Linked DNA regions of Oryctolagus cuniculus: region 2 is linked to region 1. The links are chromatin contacts, called in public Micro-C maps. All regions are on one chromosome and are shown on one strand. Each heading gives the region's core, a stretch centred on a gene start, on an enhancer-like site or on the middle of the called end of the contact. The rest is flanking DNA. Distances are from core to core; before and after follow the strand shown.

Region 1 (5,080 bases), core at 1,337-3,836:
TAAGAGCCAGGAGCCTCCTCCTGGTCTCCCACGCGGGTGCAGGGGCCCAAGGACTTGGGCCATCAAATGCTGCTTTCCCAGGCCATAGCAGAGAGCTGGATCAGAAGTGGAATAGCCGGGTCTTGAACCATCACCCACATGGGATGCCGGCACTGCAGGTGGCAGCTTTACCACTACATCGCAGCGCTGGCCCTGGAATTTTCTATTTCTGCAAAAGTTGCCATTGGGATTTAAAAAAGTTATTTATTTCAGAAAGAAAGAGAGAGAACATTCCCATCTACTGGTTCATTCCCCAAATACCCACAACAGCTGGGTTGATGAAACTGGAAGGCAGGAACTCAATCCAAATCTCTCACATGGGTGGCAGGAAGCCAACTACCTTGGGCTATCACCACCCCTTCTCAGGGATCACATTAGCAGAAAGCTGGAGCCAGGGGCTGGGCACTGAAGCCAGGCATCTTGATATGGGATCTTAACTAGCAAACCAGACACCTGCTCCACATCACCGGGATTTTAACAGGAAGTGTACTGACTCTGTAGATCACTTTGGGTAATACTGACGTCTTGATAATGTTAAGTCTTTTTTTTTTTTTTTTTTTTTTGACAGACAGAGTGGATAGTGAGAGAGAGAGACAGAGAGAAAGGTCTTCCTTTTTGCCATTGGTTCACCCTCCAATGGCCACCACGGCTGGCGCGCTGCAGCCGGCGCAGCATGCTGATCCGAATGCAGGAGCCAGGTACTTCTCCTGGTCTCCCGTGCGGGTGCAGGGCCCAAGGGCTTGGGCCATCCTCCACTGCCTTCCCGGGCCACAGCAGAGAGCTGGCCTGGAAGAGGGGCAACCAGGACAGAATCTGGCGCCCCGACCGCGACTAGAACCCGGTGTGCCGGCACTGCAAGGCAGAGGATGAGCCTATTGAGCCGTGGCGCCGGCTAATGTTAAGTCTTGTAATTCATAAACACAGATGTTTTTCCACTTATTTATGTCTTCTTTAGCTTCTTTCCACAATGTTTTATAGTTCTCTTTGTAAAGTCTTTTGCTTCCTTGGCTAAGATTACTGCTAAGCATTGTATTATTTTACATGCTATAGTAAATAGAATTGGTTTTGTAATTTCTTTTTTCATATTGTTTATTGTTAAAGTACAGAAATGCAGCACTTTTTATGAGGATTGTATATGCTACAACTTTGTTAGATTCATTAATCCATCCTGCCAGTTTTGTGTGTGTGTGTGTGGAATCTGTAGTTTTGTATCTACAATGTCACAGTTGCAAAAAGATAACTTCACTTCTACTCTTTCAACTTAGATATTTTTATTTCCTTTTCTTAATTGTTCTGGCTAGAACTTCCAGGATACTTGGAATAGAGGTGGCAAAGGTAAGCATCTTTGTCTTATTTGGAATCATAGAGGAAAAGTTTCTTTCACCACTGAGTATGTTAGGTGTGGATTTTTTATTTTATTGTTTTGAGGTAGTTTCTTTCTATTCCTGACTTGTTGACTGTTTTTATCATGAAAGAATGTTGTTGTTTTTTTTTCAGATACTTTTTCTGCATCTATTGAAATGATCATGTGGATTTTTTTCCTTCATTGTGTTAATGCAGTATATCACAGTTATTGATTGCATTTGTTGAAACACCCTTGCGTTCTAGGTATAAATCTCATTTAGTCATGGTGTATGATCCTGAATATGCTGTTGAATTTGTTTTTGCTAGTATTTGTTAAATATTTTTGCAACAGTGTTGGCAAGAGATTCTCCAGAATTTTATTTTTTAAAAGATTATTTATTTGACAGGCAGAGTGAAGAGAGAGACATCCTCCATCCACTGGTTCCTTCCCCAAATGGCTGCAGTGGCTGGGGCTGGGGCTGGCTCAGGCCAAAGCCAGGAACTCTATCCAGGTCTCTCACATGAGTGGCATGTGTCCAGGTACTTGAGCCATCATCTGCTGCTTCACAGGGTGTGCATTGGCAGGAAGCTGAGTTTAGCCGGGACTAAAACCAGGAGCTCCGATACGGGATGCAGGGGGTCCCAAACAGCAAGTTAACCCTGGCTACACACCTGCCCCAAGGCCATGTTTCAAAACCTAAACAAGGGGCCAGCACTGTGGCACAGCAGATTAAGCCTCTGCCTGCAGTGGTGCCATTGTGTATCAGAGTGCCAATTGGAGTCCAGGCTGCCCCTCTCTGCTCCCTGTTAATGTGCCTGGGAAAGCAGCAGAAGATGGTCCAAGTCCTTGGGCCCCTGCCACCCATGTGGGAGACCAGGATGGCGTTGCAGCCATTTGGGAATGAACCAGCAAACAGAAGATTCTGTCTCTCCTCTCTCTGTCATGCTGCCTTTTAAACAAATTAACAGATCTTTTTTTAAAAAATAGAAAATGAAACCTAAACAAATGGGATATTCATCTTATGCTTATACATTTGTCATATATTTATTAATGTTTTACAGAGTATATCATTTCCCTTTTTAACATTTGTGAATCTATTCCCCCCCCCTTTTTTTTTTAAGATTTACTTTATCTTTTTGGAAGGCAGAGTTAGAGAGAGAGAGAGAGAGAGAGAATCTTCCATCTGCTGATTCACTCCCCAAATGGCCATAATGGTCAGGGCTGGGTCAGGCCAAAGCCAGGAGCCAGAAACTTCATCTGGGTCTCCCATGTGGGTGCAGAGGCCCAAAGACTTGGGCCTTCTTCCACTGCCTTCCCAGGTCCATTAGCAGGGAGCTGGATGGGAAGTGGAGCAGACAGGACTCGAACTGGCACTCATGTGGGAATGCAGCATTGCTGGCAGCACCTTAATCAGTTATGCCACAATGCAGGCCCCATGGTTTTATTTATTTTTTTTTCCATCAGTGGGATTTAGTGACATAGATTTGTTAATATTTTTCTTCCTCATGGAATCATACTTTGAAAGACAGCACCTGAAGATGATAAATTTACCTGCACATTTTCCTCTATAATTTAATAATGTGATTTCTGCATTCAGTTCCGTTTTGGTTTGTGTGCTAAAACAGGAGTCTCTGAGCTGGGTCAGGGCGGAGTTTATTGCTATAATTCAAGCAAGAGACCAGGAGGCCTGGATGGGAGCAGGGGAGAGTGAGGGAATAGACGGCGGCTTAAGGATGTAAAAGTGAGAGGACTTGGTGATGGGTTAGAGATGGCAGGCGAGGGAGCAGGTGTCCGGGTGACTGCCAGGAAGCCTTGTGTAATCCATTGATGGGGAAACGGAAAGAAGACTAGAGATACAGATATTCCCTGGCTCTTAGAATCACTGCTTGTTTTTAAAACTAGAGATAGATGTTGAAAAATTTTAACTCCTTTTCAATCTATAGATGCACGATTTTAAAAGTTTTTTATTCTCTGTCCTATATTTATGTTAATAGGATTTCCATTTTTAGAACAAGCTGTAGGGGCCCTTGACGTGGCACAGCAAGTTAAGTGGTGTCTCCACCCTGCACTCCGGATCGGAGCCCTGGCTCCAGTCCCTGCTGCTCCACTTCCAATCCAGGTCCATGCTCATGTGCTAGGGAGGCACCAGAAGATGGCCCACGTGCTTGGACCCTGACAGAGCTCCAGGCTTCTGGCTTCAGCTTGGCAGGGCCTCCCGCTTTGGGGCCATTTGGGGAGAGAGCTGAGGAATGGAAGGTCTCTCTCCCTCTGTCTCTCTGCCTTTCCAATACATAAAAGACAGCCTTAAGACAATCAGAATAAGCTCTAATAGGAACAGTGACCATTTCTTGAGTGCTATGCATGGTTTCTCATTAGATTCCTGGAACCCAACAAGCAGATCCATAATCATCTACTGGTTTCATCTTCATCTTACACAGAACCTTCATTGGGTAACTTGCAGAAGGCAGTCCGGGTAATGGTGTATTAGTCCTTCAATACGTTTTGGGTTCAATGTGTGCATGTTTCATTTAGTACAAGTAATTTTGCATTTATACTTATAAATTGGTTGGGCTTTTGTTTTTTTTTTTTTTTTTCCTTTCCTTGCTGTTTTTACCAGGTTTGGGCGTCAGGATTATGTTTGTTTCCAAACTGAGCTGGGAAAGTGTTGGGGATCTGCTTTTATGACTCCAAATTTTTCATAAACTCCAACAGCCAATGCTGAGCCAAGACTGCGTGTACGCTGATGAATTCCTCGTGTCTGTGTTACGGGGTCCTAGGCGGCACGGCCACGTACTCGGGACGTGGACGCTGCGCCCGCCCGTGGCCTGGGGCTCTCACCGCACAACGCTCGGGGGTACCCAGACCTCCCCCTTTCTCTGTCCTGAAAGATGGCTTCAGTTTCTTTCCATGGAGACTCCACCCTTGTAAACCCAAGTTTCCCTCCGTCCCACAAACAGCAGAGGGAAGCGGGATCCGCGGCCACGTAGGAGCCTCCCGCGGCCCCAGCTCCGGAGGGGCGCGAGGGGCCTCGCGCGCCGCCGGCCCCACCCCCGGCTCCTCCCCGCGCGGCCGCGGCCGGGGGCGGGCGAGCGCAGAGCGGAGGGGAGGCCCTGCGGCCCGGGGAGGGCCCGAGACTTCTCCACGTTTGCAAAGCCGCAGCGCGCCCAGGCTCGACCCGCGCCGCCCGAGGTCCGCCGCGCGCCCCCCGCCGCCTCCTCCTCCTCGCCTCGCCGTGCCGATGGCGTTCGGGGCCCCGAGCTGGCGGCCCCCGCCGCCGCCGCTGCTCCTGCTGCTGCTCTGGGTGACCGGGCAGGCGGCGCCGGTGGCAGGCCTGGGCTCCGACGCCGAGCTGCACATCGAGCGGCGCTTCGTGCCCGACGAGTGCCCGCGCACCGTGCGCAGCGGCGACTTCGTGCGCTACCACTACGTGGGCACCTTCCCCGACGGCCAGAAGTTCGACTCCAGGTACCGCGCGCCCTCGCCCCGCGCGGGCCTTCCCCTCCCGACGGACCTCCCCTCGCCCCGCCCCTCGCGCCCGCCCGGGACCCTGCGCCGCCCTCGCCCCTGGCCGCGCCGCACGCTCCGGTGCCCCGCTCTGGGTAAAATGGCCACTCGGACAGACCCGGGGGGGCGATGTCGAAGTCCGCCGCCGCCTCCCCTGCCGGCCCCTTCCGGCCGGTCCCTTGGGTATCTCGG
Region 2 (5,080 bases), core at 1,881-4,380, 140 kb after region 1:
CAGGTGGCCACAATGGCGAGAGCTGTGCTGAGCCGAAGCCAGGAGCGCCAAGTCAAAGCCAGGAGCAAGGCCCAGAAACTCTGGGGAGGGAACCCACCAAGGCCGCCTCCGCAGTCTGTTGCCATTAGGTCACAGCCTTTCTGTCCAATCACATTTCCACACGGGTGTGGATTCTTCACGTGATCCAAGCACAACAGGGAGCACTTTTTGGGCCTTCATCCTGAAGGCTCCTATGTCATGTAAGATTTTCATTATACTTGCTATTGTCTCCTGTCTGAGGCCTCCCCCTTACCAGGTGAGGAAAGGAAGGTACCACACCTTTCTACCTCTACCATGGCCCCAGCTTGCTGACCCTATGCAGGGAAAGCAGCAGCAGGAAGCAGAAGAAATGAAAAACAGAGGCTTTTGACGAGGAAGCAAGACTCAGCACACCACCCGTCTCAAGGATGAACAGTATCGCCTGGTTACACCGGTCGGCATGGGGACTGATGCCTGCATCCCATATCACAGTGCTGGGGCTCAATTTCTAGCTCCGACTTCCCACCAGTGCAGACCCTGGGAGGCTCAGGTTACTGAATTCATGTCCCGCGTGGGAGACCTGACTTGCACTCCTGGTTCCCAGCTTTGGCCACTTCTACATCCTTACCTCTTATGACAAGAGGTTGACAGATATGCCTAAAATTGTTGAGTGAAAGAAAACAGTATAGAATATAGTTTAGAAATATGCAGTTAAATTGCAAAGGTTAAAAACAAAAAGAATTTGCTCATGAAAACCTTATTTGGAGGGAGAGAGGGACAGAGAAAGAACGGAGAGTGATGGTGTGGAGTTAGGCAGCCCACTGTTTTAACAGCATTTTGGTGCCATTTCAGGTTTCATGCAACACGTAAATAGTACTCTGGCGTGAATATGGCTTAATTTAAGAATCGAACAAGATTCTGAAGTAGCCAAAGCAAATACATCAACATTCAAACAACTCTGGAACAGGAAAAACTGTTAGTCTGAGAATCAGACACCTGGGTTCAGCTCTAGGCTGGACAACATATCCTTGAGCACACGACTTAACCAGGGAGCCTCCATTTTATCATCTGTAAAGTGGGTTATAATCTCTCTTTTTATGAAAAAGCTCTATGAACTACCAAAAAAATATACATATGGTATTAACTACATCTGGCAGCAAACACTAAAAGATATGGAAGGCTGGGCAAGGCTGGGGCCTCCCTGCCTGTATGTTGGGGAAAGATCTCTGGAGACCTTCAGCACCAGAAAGTGAAGTGAAGGGGCCAGAACCGAGCCTGAATGTGCATGTGGGAAATGTAGGGCCTGCACCTGCACCATTGCCTAGCCGAGGCCAAGAAGAGTCAGCCAGCTCCGGGGCCACACTGGAAAGAGTAGGCCAGGCCCCATTAGAATTGTGCATCAAAGCCGCCACAGGTTAATAAGGGAAGATTTTAACTCCTTGAGGGCCTTTCCTTACATGACCTAGTGCAGGTAACCAGAAGCGACTGAAACAGAAACAATTTGTGGACACACTGAACTTAAAAAAACCGACTTCTACGCTAATATGAAAATCACCACTTCTATGTTAATGCAAAAATCACAGAGAACTTAAGGGCTGCAGAACTAACCTGCCTGATACTGTACTGGACCTCAGGAAACCTCCTCCAACTAACTTGGCAACACTTGAACACGCCACCTCCGAACATGGCACCCGGACACACCACTTACTCTGAGCCAGCCAACACTAAGCCCACACTCAACTGCCTGCAAGGCCCGTGGGAAGGCCCTTGAAGAACAGAAATTTACACCTGTCACAGGAATTTTCACAACAGCCGTACCCTATCTGGAAGACAGCTGTGTGAGTCCTTATGACCCACCCCCGACTTACCTGCCTACCAGGCCGCCTCCATTCTCCCCACATTTCCTCCCCTCGCCCCCCCCACCCCCACCGCTTTTCCAACACGCCTAGAAGCATGTTTGAGTCTCCGATTTGGTGACGCTCCTGGGCCTGGGTACACAATTCAGACAGCTTCTCTCCCGCTGACCCGGGTCCTCGGTGTAACCAGTAGCCCGGCCAAGGAACCTGAAAGGGCCCAGGAAAGTGACCTTGTGCCGGCCTGTACCCGGCTCTCCCTCCCAGGCTGTCTGGAGCTAGGAGAGCGCAGGGCGCCGCAGTCGGGCCAGGCTGACCCCTCGACAGGACACCCTGGCCCCGAGTTCGGGCTGCAGCTGTCCCTCTCAGCACTCCGGGCCCGGGTCCCGGCACAGACTCCTCAGGACTGGGGCGAAAAGGTCCACACTCCCGAATTCAGGCTCAGCTCTCGGGCTGGCTCCTCACCCCTCTCGGGCAGCGGAGGGTGGCCACGGGGTGGGTTTTCTTCACTTCAGCGGGGATCACCGGACTCAAACGGGAAACAACAGGGACCAACGTGCTCGGCTCAACTTACTCGGCCCACACACACACACACCGACGGCCGCTCAAAGAACACTCAGCTCCTCCCAATGGCGCCAGGAATCCAGGTCTTCGCCTCCCGGCTCGGGACCAGGCAAGCCCCCCACCCACGTGCGCGCAGGAGGCGCCCACGCGGATCGGGCCTGCGTGGCCCCCTCCAGGCCGTGGCCAGATCCCCCGTCACGGGGGGCTTTAAGTCCCGGGCCCGCGCTGCCAGACACCGGTCGCCGGCCCCGGGCTCTGAGGGGAGACCCAGCGGACAAGGCCCCGGCGGCCGGGTCCCTGGCCACCCGCGGGGCTCGTAGACCCGGCCTGGCCCCCGCGGGCAGCCGAGCGCAGGCCCCGTCGTTGGCGGCGCGCGCCGGGGACTCACAAGGACTCCAGGTGCTTGAGCTGCTGCAGCTGCTGCGCGTCGTGCCGCCGCCGCTTCTGCTCCCGGCGCCGCTGCAGCTCCTGCTCAGGCGGCTCCCGCGGCCGCCGCGCGCCCCCTGCTCCCGGGTCGTCACGCCCCGGGCCGGACGACATCGCGGCCCCCGCGGCGCGGCCCAGGCGCAGGCGGCAGCCGCCGAGACGGCACTTCCTCCGCGCGGCGCCCGCCGGCCCCGCAGCGCCCCCTCCCGCCGCCGCCCCGCAGCCCGCCCGGGCGGGCCCGGCTGTCCCGGCCGACGCCGCCCACCCCGCCTGCCCGCGGCCGGGCCCCGCCGTCAGGCCCGCGGGTGCCCCCTAGCGGCGGCCGAGGGCCTGGGTGGAGCCTGAGGGCTTCCTGGGATTCGAGGGTCCCTGGTGGCCACGCCCACCTCTGGGGCCAGGGCTGCCTCCGTGGGGTCCCCACCCATTTGCGAGTCTCGTGTGCGCCCCAGTGACGCACGAGGTGTTCCTTACATGTTAGTTACGTGTTAGCAAGCGTCATGCGTCTGGGGAAGAAGGCAAGGCTCTCCATGTACATTCGCCTGTTCTCCAGGGCATGGGATTCGTGGTTAAAGCATGGTCAGGGTATGTTGTGCTTGCCTAGGTTTGGGTGAGGGAAGTGAGAATAAAAGCTAACATAAGGTGCAAGCATTTGACCTAGCGGTTAAGATACCCACGTCCCACATTTGTGTGGCTGGGTTTAATGCACAGCTCTCCTCCTGACTCCAGTTTCCTGTTAATGTAGCCCTTGGGAAGCAATGGTGACGGCTCAATAAATTGGGTCCCTGCCACCTAGTGAGAAACCTGGATTGAGTTCCCAGCTCCTAGCTGTGACCTGGCCTGGCCCAGGGGCTATGAAGGCTTGGGGAATGAAAGAGTGGATATAAGCTCTGTTTCTCAAATAAATAAGGGATTTTTATCAAAATATGATTTAATTTTACAAAAATATAAGTGTTGATACTGTTTTTTTTTTAACCCAAAATGTATTTATTGGGATAGTTTGCTGCTCATCTTGATTCAGGCTGTTGCTTTCTGCTAAAACAATATACTCTGTGTACCTTGCTCTTCCTCCAGTAGGCTGGAGAGGACATGGAGCAGCCCACGCATGACACTGCCTTTTGGCCGTGGGTAAAGGTTGTGGTGATTTTATAGAATTCTGGGCATTTTACGTCTGCACAGTAGGAATGGGAGCTTTGCACCTGGCACTGCTTGTTTCCTCTCCTGGAGAGGAAGGAAGGAGATTTTATTGTTTGTTTGATTTAAAATTTGTATTTATTCAATTTGAAAGTCAGAGTGACAGAAAGCGAGAGACATAATTTCCATCCTCTGGTTCCCTCCCCAAATGGCCTGGAACTCCCCGTCTGGGTCCCCCGTGTGGGTGGCAGCGGCCCCTGCATTGGAGCCATCCTCCATTGCTGCCTTCCAAGGCACATTAACAGGGAGCTGAATCAGAAGCAGAGCAGCCAGGACCCTAACATGTGCTCTAATGTGGGGTGCCGGCATCCCAAGCAGCAGCTTAACCTGCTGCCCTAGGAAGGAGATCCTTTGTGAGTGACATGGACTATTTTTATTTTATGGACCATGAGGAGGCCTAGTGCTTTAAGGCCAAAAAATGTAGAAGGAGTAATTTGTAGAGCTAGGATCCAAGCTAGCTGGCTGGGTTGAATTTTGAGAGTCCCTGATATAATTGTTTTAGCCTTGAAATATAATGGGGGAGAAAAACCCACAGAGAAAGCAGAAATATCAGCATAGTGGAAATGCTTGCCTCAGCTGTGATACTGAAAATGGCTCATAGCTAGAACATATGAGGCCCTCTTTCAGATTTATACCATAAAGTACAAATAGACAAACACAGAGAGGATATAAACAGATATAGAAAGAATGTGAAAATCAAGTTTTCTACTAAGACTGAAGCTAGAAGAATTGTTGTGTGACTGCTGAAGCAGCCATTCATTGAAGTTACGTGGGCCCACGATGTCCTGCTAACTTGTTGCCTTGTAATACATGCAACCCTGATCAAAAAGGATAGATTCTCTGGAAGGTATGATTGAGAAGAAAGGAAAATGCAACTCAATGTGCATCCCAGAAGGAATTTACATATGGTAGGTGTGGTTATGAATGTGAATGTGATGCAGAAGGACATGTGATGCAAAACCCAGAAAAGGAGAACCAAGGAGAACAACCAGTCTGTTCCGTGGAGACTCAGATTTGTTAAGAAAATG

Evidence for each region. Hi-C and Micro-C count contacts between places; a contact is called where the count stands out from the background.
Region 2: a contact with region 1 is called in a Micro-C map of ear pinna, with 9 times the contacts expected there. The contact joins the promoter of RP9 here to the promoter of FKBP9 in region 1. A contact is called at or near these places in 2 of 6 Hi-C or Micro-C datasets (ear pinna and an unstated tissue).

Annotation. Positions count from the first base shown.
Region 1 is chr16:23,697,321-23,702,400 of mOryCun1.1, forward strand. FKBP9 (FKBP prolyl isomerase 9) reads left to right here and starts at 2,587. Exons shown (of 10, transcript XM_002713745.5): 1 at 2,587-4,849. The coding sequence starts at 4,128.
Region 2 is chr16:23,840,865-23,845,944 of mOryCun1.1, forward strand. It overlaps RP9 (RP9 pre-mRNA splicing factor), which reads right to left and starts at 3,131. Exons shown (of 6, transcript XM_051853290.2): 1 at 2,824-3,131. The coding sequence starts at 2,975.